Regions from separate parts of the Mus musculus genome. Here region 1 is linked to region 2. Evidence: chromatin contacts called from public Hi-C data. All regions are on one chromosome and are shown on one strand. Each heading gives the region's core, a stretch centred on a gene start, on an enhancer-like site or on the middle of the called end of the contact. The rest is flanking DNA. Distances are from core to core; before and after follow the strand shown. Region 1 holds the start of Col6a3 (collagen, type VI, alpha 3). Region 2 has its middle 8.2 kb from the start of Gm35332.

The links. A called contact is a pair of places that touch in the nucleus more often than the background predicts.
Region 1: a Hi-C map of uterus shows a contact between it and region 2, with 4 times the contacts expected there. The contact joins the promoter of Col6a3 here to the enhancer-like site in region 2. A contact is called at or near these places in 3 of 39 promoter capture datasets (the 3T3-L1 cell line, stem cell-derived epiblast-like cells and trophoblast stem cells), 1 of 15 datasets of contacts at CTCF or cohesin (the NIH/3T3 cell line), 4 of 484 Hi-C or Micro-C datasets (adipose-derived mesenchymal stem cells, nephron progenitors, stem cell-derived neurons and 1 more), 5 of 115 datasets of contacts at active chromatin or transcription factors (astrocytes, double positive thymocytes, embryonic fibroblasts and 2 more) and 1 of 9 other capture datasets (pancreatic islet).

The regions. Positions count from the first base shown.
Region 1 is chr1:90,841,141-90,847,088 of GRCm38.p6, reverse strand. It overlaps Col6a3 (collagen, type VI, alpha 3), which reads left to right and starts at 3,118. Exons shown (of 44, transcript NM_001243008.1): 1 at 3,118-3,343.
Region 2 is chr1:90,709,143-90,715,051 of GRCm38.p6, reverse strand. No RefSeq gene overlaps it. Among named protein-coding and RNA genes, the nearest start is that of Gm35332, 8.2 kb to the right of the region's middle. Within about 2 kb of position 4,336, at least 13 of the 459 cell types and tissues checked have an H3K27ac peak or open chromatin away from gene starts, as enhancers often do. A contact at or near this core is called in fibro-adipogenic progenitors and uterus, where this site is marked.

The DNA of each region.
Region 1 (5,948 bases), core at 1,869-4,368, 130 kb before region 2:
TCAGGGAAGGCAACAGGGGTCTCCCCTGGAATCAAGTGGTAGAGTAGAATACCAAATATGGGTGGTTGGGAAAGAAAGACATAAGGGTGGAATCGCCTTCCCAGTACAAGGAAGATTTGTCACGGGGTGCCGCCAGGTTCCAGAAGGCTCTGCAGTCACATGTGAGGTGGGATGGGGGAATCTAGATCATGGTAACCATTACGTTATAAAGAGTTTAAGTCCTTGCTGTGCAAAGGCATTTTCTTCTTTGCTCCTCATCATAGCTGGCCTAGCACCCGTCTAATAATGAGCAAGGAAGTAGCTGTTTTGAAAAAGCACAGTTGCATTTGGACTTGACAGAGAGAACCACCGGTGGGACCCTGTGCAAAGTGCTGGTTCAGTTGATCTCAGTGGGGTGAGCTGCTCACAGTATTCAGCTGTCATTAAAAGTTGTCTATCTGTAGCAGAGGCAAGCCATGGGCTAGATGGTTCTCCCTAGTGCTAATCTTGAACTCCACACAAGGGAGAGGCAGCAAGCACCTTGGTGTTCTGTGAGGCCAGGACCCATGACTGCATGGTACAGAGAGGACTGGGGTGTGAGCATGTGACAAAGAGAATGCTGTCCCCCCCCCCATGTCACATGAAGAGCATGGTTTAATGCCTAGAACCTCTGCTCCAGTTTTTACTTAAAGGAGGTGGATGAGGAAACCCCCTCCCCACCCTCTGCCCATTCAGGTCTGCATGCCCATTGCCCACCTCACACCCAGCAAGTGCATTCTCAGCAGCAGAGCATTAGGAAGCCATGGAGATGTAGGGTTGAGATTCTCTCTGGGGTGTTGCCTTCCTGTCTCCCCTCTATCAGAAGGAGGTAACACATGGAAGGAGTTAGTGATCTCGCTTTCTGCACATGGCTTCGATGGGATCTCCTAGTAAAATACAGATAGCTCCCGATGTTTTGTGACATCTAACTTTTCATGTGAGCCACTGGATGGCTGAGTGGTGAGAAACGTAGGGGCTCTGACCCGAGTTCTGCTACTAACTCAGTGGGTATCATAACAGTGTCACCTGTCCTCTTGGGATGTGACTTTACTCACCTTCAAAACAGGAGCATAATTTCAAGTTACCTAAATTCTCATGGGGTCTGGAGAGATGGTGGAGTGGAGAGCACTCGGTATGCACTCGGTATGTCAGTATCAGGACCTGGGTTTGAATACCCAGCCCCCACTTAAGAAACTAGGTGTGGCCAAGTGTGCACCTGCAGCCTCAGCTGTGTGTGTGTGTGTGTGTGTGTGTGTGTGTGTGTGTGTGTGTGTGTGTGTGTGTGGCTGGATGGATAGAGACAGGATTGGATTGCCAAAGCTTGGCAGCTGACAGCTGAGCTCCAGGTTCAGTGAGAGGCCTGTCTCAAGGGAATAAAGTAGAGAAGGACACAGCAGGAACCCGTGTTCTTCTCTGGCACCCAAGTGTACCCCTCTTTCCAGTATGAAAGGGTTTCAGGTTGGGGAGGTCCTTGAGGTTTTTGAGAGATGTACTTTAAAGTGCTTTGAAAGGTACAAAGCTCTGTAGAAACCCGTGTTCCCACTGGAGAGTTTCTGTAGGAGTCTGAGCCAGAAAACCGCCCCCACCCCAGTGTGCGCCCAGAAGGAGACCTCACAATCAGGATCATTATGTATAGAACTCTTGCCCTCTTGCCTTTCGCGCTGGCAAACAGAACTCTGGTTAGCGGCAAGCCAAGGAGACGACGCTAATTGCTGGGTTTGATATTTGAAAAGAGAGATTATTAAGCGAGGTCTCAGTTCAGAAACTTCAAGAAGAAATGGGAGGGTGTGGTGAGGGTGGAGGGGGGGAGATTGCATTTCCTGTTTTTCTTTCTGATGGTGGTTGAAAACCATGGATACCCACGGAGAAATTCCAAAACTCATTCTTTTTCCTGCAGAGGCCTGGCCTAAAAGGTGATGGGTAGAAGTGGCAAATTCATTAATTTTTTTGTAGCTATTGAAGTGCATTTAAACTATTTAATTTTTTTTACTTTATGTGTATGAGTGCTTTGTCTGCATTTATGTCTGTATACCGTATGTGCCTTGTGGGCTTGGAGGTCTGATGGGGGTGTCAGATCCCCTGGACCTAGATGGTTGTGAGCTCCCATGTGGGTACTGGGAACTGAACCTAGGTCCTCTGCAAGAGCAGCCACTGAGCCATCTCTTCAGCCCCTCCATCTTTCTCCTCTCCTCTCCTCTCCTCTCCTCTCCTCTCCTCTCCTCTCCTCTCCTCTCCTCGCTTCTCCTCTCCTCTTCTCTGTTCTTCTTTCCCTTCCTCTCTCCTTCTCTCCCTCCTTCCCTTCCTTCTTTCTTGTTGAGATAGGTTCTCTCTGTCTTTATTTGGTACTTACTGATTCAGCTAAATTCACTGACAGTAAGACCCAGGGATCTGCCTTTCTCTGCCTTCCCAGTGATGGTTTGACACCACATTGGCTTTTTCTTTTTTTAAATTTCTAATGTGTATTTTGGGGACAGACCTCAGGTCCTCTTGCTCAGGCATTAAACATTTTATGGCCTCTGGCAGTCAGTCTGTGGGTTGTGACCCTGATGGGGGTCGAATATCCAATTCATAACATTATGATTCGTGACAGTAGCAAAATTGCAGGTATGAAGTGGCAATGAAGTAATTTTATGGTTGGGGGTCAGCACAGCATGCATTAAAGAGTCGCAGCCCTAGAAAGGTCAAGAACCATGGGGCTAAAGCTGTTTCCCCGACTCTTTCGGGTCTCATCTTTACCACACTTTAGTCTTACCTCAGTAACCAATGACTGAAAAATCTAATTCCTTCTAGCTCATGGTCCATTTCCTCCCCCCACCCCCCTTCTTAGAGCTGGAGTTTGCAGGAGTCCAGCTAAATGCTTGTAAGGCAAAGACGGCCTTCATAGGTGACATCAGCTTGCAGAGCAGGCCAGAAGCAACAGAGCCCCAGGTCTGGTTTTCATTTACAGTTTGGGTCTGTCCTATGGCAGGGAGGGGAGAAGAGGGGTTTGGAGGAAGGAAGGAGAAGGAGGAGGAGAAGAAGGCAGGGGAGGAGGGAGAGAGAGGCGGGAGCGAGAGGAGGAGCAGGAGGAAGCCCTGACTGTACCCCTGGACCCTGTCCAGTTTGGAGTTCAGCCTTTCCCCAAAGGCTGCTCAGTTCTCTAGGCTCCAGCTTCCAGCGAGGATTGCAAGAGGAGACTGTGTCTTCTGATCCTGGATCCTCTGTTCCTTGGTGGAGAAGGGTTGCAGGAAGAAAAGGAGACTTAGCAAGAGAGAACACTATGCATCCTGGTGAAGCGTGATTGAGTTTAGAAGCCCAGGGACACGCGTCTTCAGGTCCGCTCAGGGTAAGTGTGAGTTTTTGCTTATTCGTTTCCTCTGTGGCATGAGGGAAACACTTCAATCAGAAGTGAGTTAGTGGCTCTTACGATCACCCCGTCACTCAGTTTTCTGGACATACTTTAGGAGTCTGCTGCTCTTTCTTTCCTTTGTGGCACAAGGGTTTCTTTAACCTGCTGAAGGTCACGGATTGTCCGATTGTGTCTAGGTTTGCTGCTGCGGGGAGTGTCCTGTGTGTCCCTGCCTGCATGCTATGCACTTCTGACTGGTGCTCTCCTCCAGCTGGCTTGTTAAAAGTCGCTTCTCCTTCCCCAGACCAGCTGCTTTGTTTGCAGAGGCATCTGATGGGAGCATAGGGCAACCTGCAGAGTGGACCCCAGAGAGAGCTCATCTCTTTGGGTTCTCCAAGGGTCATGGGTAGGGGTATACTCTTAAGTGCAGAGAGGCTGGTCAGGCAAACTGCTGTCTTCCGAGTTTGGAGAGATACTGGTGCCAGTTGCAGGGCTGGGCCGGAGCTGCTTAGCCATGGCCATCAAGGCTGCTGCTTCATCATTTTAGGTATCTGAAGTCACTGTTGTAGGATTTGTCCTTTGAGGATGCTTAAGGGAACTGCAGGCCTAAAGCATGCGCAATGTGATACTAGAGCAACTTCCCCAGTGGATAAGGCAAAGCTCGGGACTGGGCTGCCGTGGGTTGTCCAGATGAGAGGCCTGTGCCAAGTTGGGAGGCCCAAGGGCTATTCCCTGGCCATGAGGATGCTGGGTGGGGTTCAGGCCCTCTCTCACTGAGGATGGAAGAGAGTTCCTGGATGGTTGCCAGCCCATTTGGGGATCTATTTCAAGCTACCATGGGATCAATGCAAGGGTGGGGCCAATGGGAAGGGTTCATTGGAGTACTGGAGAAAGGCTAAGAAAAATGAATTTCACAAAAGCCCAGGCAAACTTAGGGACTGGTGTGGACTTCAAGAACAAGTTGTATGAGCACCAGTGGGCACACTACACCCTAGAGAAGTCATTTCTCTCCCTACCCCGAGCTGACTCCAGATGAAAACCCCAGAGTCTCAGAGCTTCAAGGGGATTCATGGGACCTGAGGACAGTTCCCAGCTTCCCAGAGCAAGCTGAAATGTGGAAAAGACTTTAAAATAAAAATCATATTGCTTTTAACAAAAACAATATGGGACCAACTGATTGCTGTAGCTTCCACTACTGGGACTTTTTGACTTCTTTCCTGGGTGATTCTGGGCTAGAAGATTCCAGTGCTGTCATCCTTGGCTTATGGGTGAAGAGAGAGAAGCTCTGAGATGCTGGACTACTGGCCGGGCCCACCTGAGTGTCTGACTTTCAGTAGCATCCTTTCCCATTGATGGAGCCATGGAGTTGATGAGCCAGCAGTAGGGGACCCTTTAGATCTCCATGTGGGATGGGCTGACAGACTGATCCCCTCTGAGGAGACTGTTCATCTGTTACAATCTGTTCAAAGCCATAGGACACTTGACTCAGTTTTCACAAAGGTACACAACTCATGGGGAATGAAGGGAGGCCCACGCGGGATTCCACTCAGGAGGCCAGCTTGATGGCACAGAGGGCTTACAGTAATAGCCTGAATTTTGTGCTGTGGGTTTCTGCTGAGGCTGAAGGAATGGGGTGTAGAACTTCTTTGAGAGAGATTTATGATTGGGGACAGTGGTCCAATGTCTGGGCATCTTTCATCAAGCAAAACTTTACATTGTCACAAAGGGAATATTCTCTCTCTCTCTCTCTCTCTCTCTCTCTCTCTCTCTCTCTCTCTCAGCAGAGGAAAGGCATTCAGCTGACACTGGGTGGGGAAGATGGTCAGGATGGGTGACAGAGAATGGTTCTCCTGGATTTTTTCAGTCTGGGAACTAGAGGGTGTGGCCCCAGTGCCTTCCTTGAGGGTGACTGAGGTATCCTTTGGCCTAAGAGCGTATCTTACCTTGGAGGTGTGTACCACACCCCGTTCTGGTGGAGACCGTCAAGCTTGGGAACCTAATGATGTATCTGAGACAAGATAAGCATGGTTCAGATCGAGAACTGTCTGTGTCTCTGCACTGTGCTGTATCCTATGATAACTGCAATTCTGTGACTTCAGACAGTACAATCTACAATGTATCAATGACCACAGAGTACAGAAAGTTCCTCTATTCACCCAGCTTCTGGAGCTGTGAACTCTGACCTTAGTTTTGGAGTAAAACCTACAGACCCCAGTGCTCAAGGCCACGGTCTCCTCCTGAAACCACCTTCCTTCTTTGGAGTGGGTGGAGACATGTACTACTATCCAGGGCTTGGTTTGCTTTCCCGCTCTTTCCGGACGTTTGGTGACTTGGAGAAAGAGTGGCTAAAATAGAGCGCTGCTGTATGTGCTGTGACACCACCTGCTTTTATGCGAAATTCCACATTCAGGATTGAAAATTCACTAGTGAGTTGCCAACTGTGTTGTGTAAGATGCTCTTGCAGGATGCAAACAATGAAACTCTGTGGAAGAAGCTGCGAATCTGGTGTCTCTTGGGGATGGGCAGCAGGTGATGTCCAGGGCTGAAGGAGGCACTGTGTACTGAGGAAGCTTTTCTCCACTGACTGACCCACAGGCAGGAA
Region 2 (5,909 bases), core at 3,087-5,586:
GGGATCTGGGATGGGGGTGGGAGTTGGGTCATCCTTAGGTTGTCAGGCTTGGTGGCAGGTGGCTTTACCCCTGAGCATTTTACCAACCCTAAGGACCTGTTTGATTAGTACCTGTAGCTGTTTACTGTCTTTTCCTGAACCCTTACAGAGTGGGGCCAGGTAGCCCATCTCTAGACAAAGCCCTGTGTGACACTTAGACATAAATATTCCTGCTAGTGGCAGTGGGCTTGATCCTACTTCCAGAGGACTTCTCAGTAAGTTTAAATACCACAAGACAATTTGTCAGTATGATGCACATTACACCCCATGAGGCTACGGCTGGGTTGTATAGATCTTCATGGTTTCTATCTAAACTGAAGATAATTCTTTTTGTCTCTGTTGGCAGGGAATTCCCAAGTCACCTTTGTATGCAGGATATGTGGCTGATCCTTGGCAGAGAGAGAGAAGGAGAATGGGAGGGAGGGAGGGGAGGGAGAGAGAGAGAGAGAGAGAGAGGGAGAGGGAGAGGGAGAGGGAGAGGGAGAGGGAAGGAGAGGGAGAGAGAGAGAGAGAGAGAGAGAGAGAGAGAGAGAGAGAGAGAGAGAGAGAGAGAGAGAGAGAGAGAGACTTAAGGTATCCAATAGGGGAATTGTGTGTGGGTGTGTGGGTGTGGGGTGTGTGGGTGTGATATTGGAGGAGTCCTAACCACTGCCCCTACCCTTCTCAGGTTGCTATGTTGTGGATGCCACTGTCTGGTCTGGTTTTTCTCTGGCCCTTTCTTGAGGCAAGCAGGCTGATCTGCATTGCCGGTATCAGGAAAAGCACAGACCCCTGCCTCACAGCACAGGGATGACTTCACATTGACTGATCTGAGGAGTGAAAGAGAGGCTGGGGTTGGTGCCTGGGAAGCCATAGAGAGCTTTGTGTATGCTGTTCTGCTCTTTTAGATATAACACTACTGGGATTGGATAGTTTTGTCCTAGTGAGCCTGCCATCCCTGAGAACTGGGAATCACAGTGCCGTCCCCAGCACAGAATGAGATGTACAAGCCATTAACAAGAACCGCTGAGTCCCATCACTGGCTGAGATGTAGATCCAACCTTCCCACTGCTAAGACCATCTCATCTCCTGTGCAGCCCACACTTTGGGAGCAAAGAGGCTCGTCTCCTTTTTTGGGATGGAACATCCACATTTAATTACTTAGAATTTTTCTGCATGGAAAGTATGTCTCTCTTTTCCCTACCCTTTTATTAATTCCATTTAGGAGTTTGAATGGTGGCTTTTTGTTTTATGCTTTGGCGTATGATCTAATGCTGTTCATTTTGTTACTTGAATCGTTCCAGTTCTGACCAGTTGCAGCTCTTGAACTTGGCCCTATGCTATTTTTTTTTTAACATGGCCCTATAAAAGTAGAGTTCTGCTTTCTTTTGAGCTTTTGTTATTTCTAGCACTACAAAATGCCTCAATATTTTTTTCTCCTATATTTCATTTCCAGCACCAGAGTCAGCCATTGCCCTCTGATCTCCAGTCACTTCCGCCACAGCATGGTACCATACAGTAAAGCTTGAGGGAGAGGCATCCTTGCTGAGACTGGGGACAGCCCTCCTCTCCAACAGAAGCATGTGGATGCTGGCATACATACCAATAGATGTTCTGTAGGTAAATATTGGATTTACATTAAAGTGAAATGACCTCATGCTGAATTCTGAAATCCCACTCTAATTATTACATGCTGCTCTCTGCTGCCTCCTGCTCGCTCTCCTCCTCCTCGAGTCCCTGTTTCTACCCACTCTATCCCTGCTCAGTTTTAGTAACTGTGGAACACTGTATTACAACGGCTAGCCTATGTTTCTTGGAAGACAGCGTTGTTGTAGAGAGCACGGGCCCGTGTGTGATGTCGTTGGCTTAGCCCCATACATGCTACTATCTTGCAGAGTTACCATCCATTCCCTTTCCTGCTGGCTTTGGACCTTCATCAGAGAGCCCAGCTCTTTTGCCAATGGGAATCCCTCCCTGGATCCCCCAGCCTCCAAAATTATGTTTTTAGATCTGTGTACTTAAGGCTCCTATTTTGTGCTGGAAGTGTGTGGACTCTTTTTTTTTTTTTTTTTTTTTTTTTTAACAAATGCTCGATACTGTGAATGCATATCATGGAGAACTGCTTTATGCTGTGAGTTCAATGCTTCATCTGTTTAGCTTCACTCTCCTCTCCTGGAACCCAGAGGCCATTCTACTGATCTTTCATTTTGACTTTCAGCATTTCCATCATAATAACTAATCACGTTATTTCTACATTTACGTATCCACTGTAGAGAGGGCCTCCTGTGTGTCACAGTGTTCCTGTATAAGTCAGAGGAGAGCTCGCAGGAATCGGTTTTCTTCTATCATGTGGGTCCTGAGTATCGAACTCGGGTCACCAGGCTTGGCATCAAGCATCCTTACCTGCTGAGGCCTCTTACCACAAAGCTGAATCAAGCCTAGTTTACTCCCATAGGCTCACACTACCTTGTCATTTAGTGTTAGATCAGTACTGTACATCCAGAGTCCTACACACACAGATGCACATCAACCCCCAGCTCAGCATCATAATTCAGTCTTAGGTCATTTTGACTTTCCTTTCCCAAGACATCACCCTGGCCCATGGGATCAATGAGCTTGTGCTGACTAAAGCTGCTGAGGGAGAAGCCCCACCCTCTGCCTACTTTATGGCAGCACGCTTTGTGTGTCTGGATTGGGTAGTGAATATGGTACCAGCTTAGGAGCACTCATTGCGGGAGATTCAAGGGTTCCAGTAGTTTCAGATTCGCCAGAACATCTAAGGTTGAACTGTTGCACATGGACCTTTCTACAGCTAACAAGGAGAGAAAGAGCACCTAGTTGGCCTCTTTGGACTTTGGGAGCAACACATTCCTCGTTTGGGTATCATATCTGCCCTTCCCTGGGTAACCCAGAGAGCTGCTGGTCTGAATGTGATCCAGAGCAGGAGAAGGCTCCCCAAAAGACTTAGGCTATGTGCACTGTGAGCTGCTATGGAGTCCAGTAGAGCTAATAGTGAATGTTGCAATGACAGTGGCTGTTTGGAGCCTGTGGCTGTTACAGGAGAAATGTCCTACCTTCGGGTACTGGAGCAAAGCCCTCTGTTAGCCATGGGTAGCTAACTCTCCTTTTGTGAAACATGTGACCTGCAAGCTGGACCTTAGCAGAGAATGAATGTTGACGGGCTGGGCTGGTTTAGAATTTTCTGTGGAGCCTAGGCTGGGACCAAGCCTGTGTGATTCTCCTGTTTCAACCTCCAAAGTGCTGGGATTACAGAAATATACTTCAATACACAATCTTCCCTCTATCTTGATGGTTCATGCTAATATCTGCCCTCAGTCCCCTGAGAGTTCTTCATTCTTATTGGACAAAGTTAGGGAGATTATGCTGGCAACAGGTCTCTTTTCTTGTCTGAGCTACCAGAGAAAGCAGAGGTAGAAATTTCAAAAGTGACTTGATGACAGATAATTCCTGAGTGCCATGTCTGAGCAGTGGGTGGTGATGAAATCGGGTGGGTTCTACCTAATGAAACCCACTTCTTTATTTGCCTCCTTTTAAGCATTTGTGTTCTGTTCTCTGCGACGCTACAGAAGTCCTGACATTATGACCTCCTTGGATGTAGGTCACCATTAAATCCAAATTCAGTCGATGAACAAAGCCAACTAGTAAAGCCATCCCAGCTGTGAAAGCTAGAACATTAAATTCTGACTCTTGTAAAAGTGTCCGCATTGGCAAGTTCAGCCTGATTCAGCCAAGGTTCAGGCGTCTTGTCAAATCCCCTTATAATTATACAGACAACAGAATTAAGAGCTGCAAAGATGCCGGGCAGTGGTGGCACACGCCTTTAATCCTAGCACTTGGGAGGCAGAGGCAGGTGAATTTCTGAGTTCGAGGCCTGGTCTACAGGGTGAATTCCAGGACAGCCAGGGCTACACAGAAACCCTGTCTCGAAAAACCAAAAACAAACAAACAACAAACAAACAAACAAACAAACAAACAAAGAGCAGCAAAGATATCACCAGTCCTAGCTCTTGTCTCACCAGAGTACCTCCAAGCAAAAGAGTGAAGAGTCACAGTACCTGAGGACCTGATTTCTTGAAGCAAGTGAGCCACTTTAGAGGCTGCCACTATGATCCCTCCCCCAACCCTGATACAGTGGAGCAGCTAGCCTCAGACCTCTCCAGAAGCTGGGAGGTATCGAGAAATTTGCTTTCTGACTGGGGAAATGCCTGTTAACAGCTCCTCATCAGCCTCCCACGCTCATGTTCTGATGGGATCACAGGGTGTTCTGCCAAGGCTCTCGGCTACTCTGAGTAAGCCTGGCCTGCACAGCTCTGTGGAGATGGACAAGAACTCTGGGCACAAAGCTGGAGGCTTTCCTTTATCCATAGTCTCTCCATCCATTCCTACATCAAACTACAAACTTGCCAGTCACTACAAAATTTACCCACTGACATAATTCTGTAGCCACTGCTTTCAGCCTATCAACATGCTTCTACATGGATCCTGCCATCTGGGGCAGCAAAATCGAGAAGCCTGAGCATGTAGTAGAAGCACCATTAAGCTCTTTTCCTTACAAGAAATGCTTGCACAGTTTCCCCTCGGCTTCTTACATTATAGAAAATTGTGATCCGTTTTCTAGGTGCTGTCTTTAGAGCTGGGCTTAATTGTGACACAATTAGCTCTTTTATTGAGAATATAGAATATTTCCTCAATACTCTTATCTCTGCTTGTCCTTTGACCTGGGAATGACTTGGTCTCCTGAGAACTTCTTGCTAAATTGTCTGAACTTTTTGATTGAGCTCACCTGTCCTATCCTAGGGCACTGTATGCTTGTATGAGGATGTTTTATTTCTGTTTTTACCAAGTAACTCATGGTACCTGACAATAATTAGGTAAAGGTATAGAGTATACTTCAACTCACTGGCATAGGTAAGGGCTCTCTGAAGACTCCAGGAACATGGAAAATAAGACCAGCAGCCAACAGATTGGATCTTGTGTAACTGAAAACAGGAAAGGAAAAAGAAGCAAGTGAGCAGTTAGCCAAAAGCCTTTGCCAGCTACTCACCCAGCAGAGGACTAGCTCCCGTCTTTAGTAAACACTGGCATTGTTCCAATTTGGCCCTTGGAGCTTCCCCAAGATGGCCCCCAACCTTTGCACAAATTCATATTCATTTTTGTTTTTTTTCCTTAACAAAATGCTCCGGGCTCATCTTATTCACCCCCTGACCCATTCCTGGAACTGGTCACTTCCCGCAGTGGGACTTTGTCTCATTGATTTGTAGAACAGCATTTAAAACTAGGTTTTAAGTGTTCTCACTGTCAGAGTGGTATTTCATGCTTTTAGTTCCACATTAGGCAAAGTTAAAAAATGCACAGGTAAAATATGTGTTTGACTTTGTATCTATCTATCATATATATATATATATATATATATATATATATATATATATACTATTTACAATCATTTATTTGTCTATAAGTCAATTAACTATTATCTATGTATATATTTATCATCTATCAATTATCTATTATATACCTATTATCTATTATATTTACTGTATAGATGTAGTCTACTTTCTATCATCTACCTATCTGCCTATCTATCTACCTATCTATCCACCTACCTACCATTTTTCAATATGATACGTTTATGTATTTATCTATGATCATCTGTATTTCTTGCTATTAAAACATACACCGTATCCGATGTGAGTAGAACAGTTCAGGGTTGGCGTCAGCCATCACATTTTCTTATTTGCAGAGGGACATTGGCTTTTTTTTCTAAACCGTATTTACATATCTGTGTCCTAGTAGGTGCATAAAATAGATTCAGAATTGTGAACTCACCAAGAAACATATTTACTGACTAGAATACAGTACTTGTCTTTAGT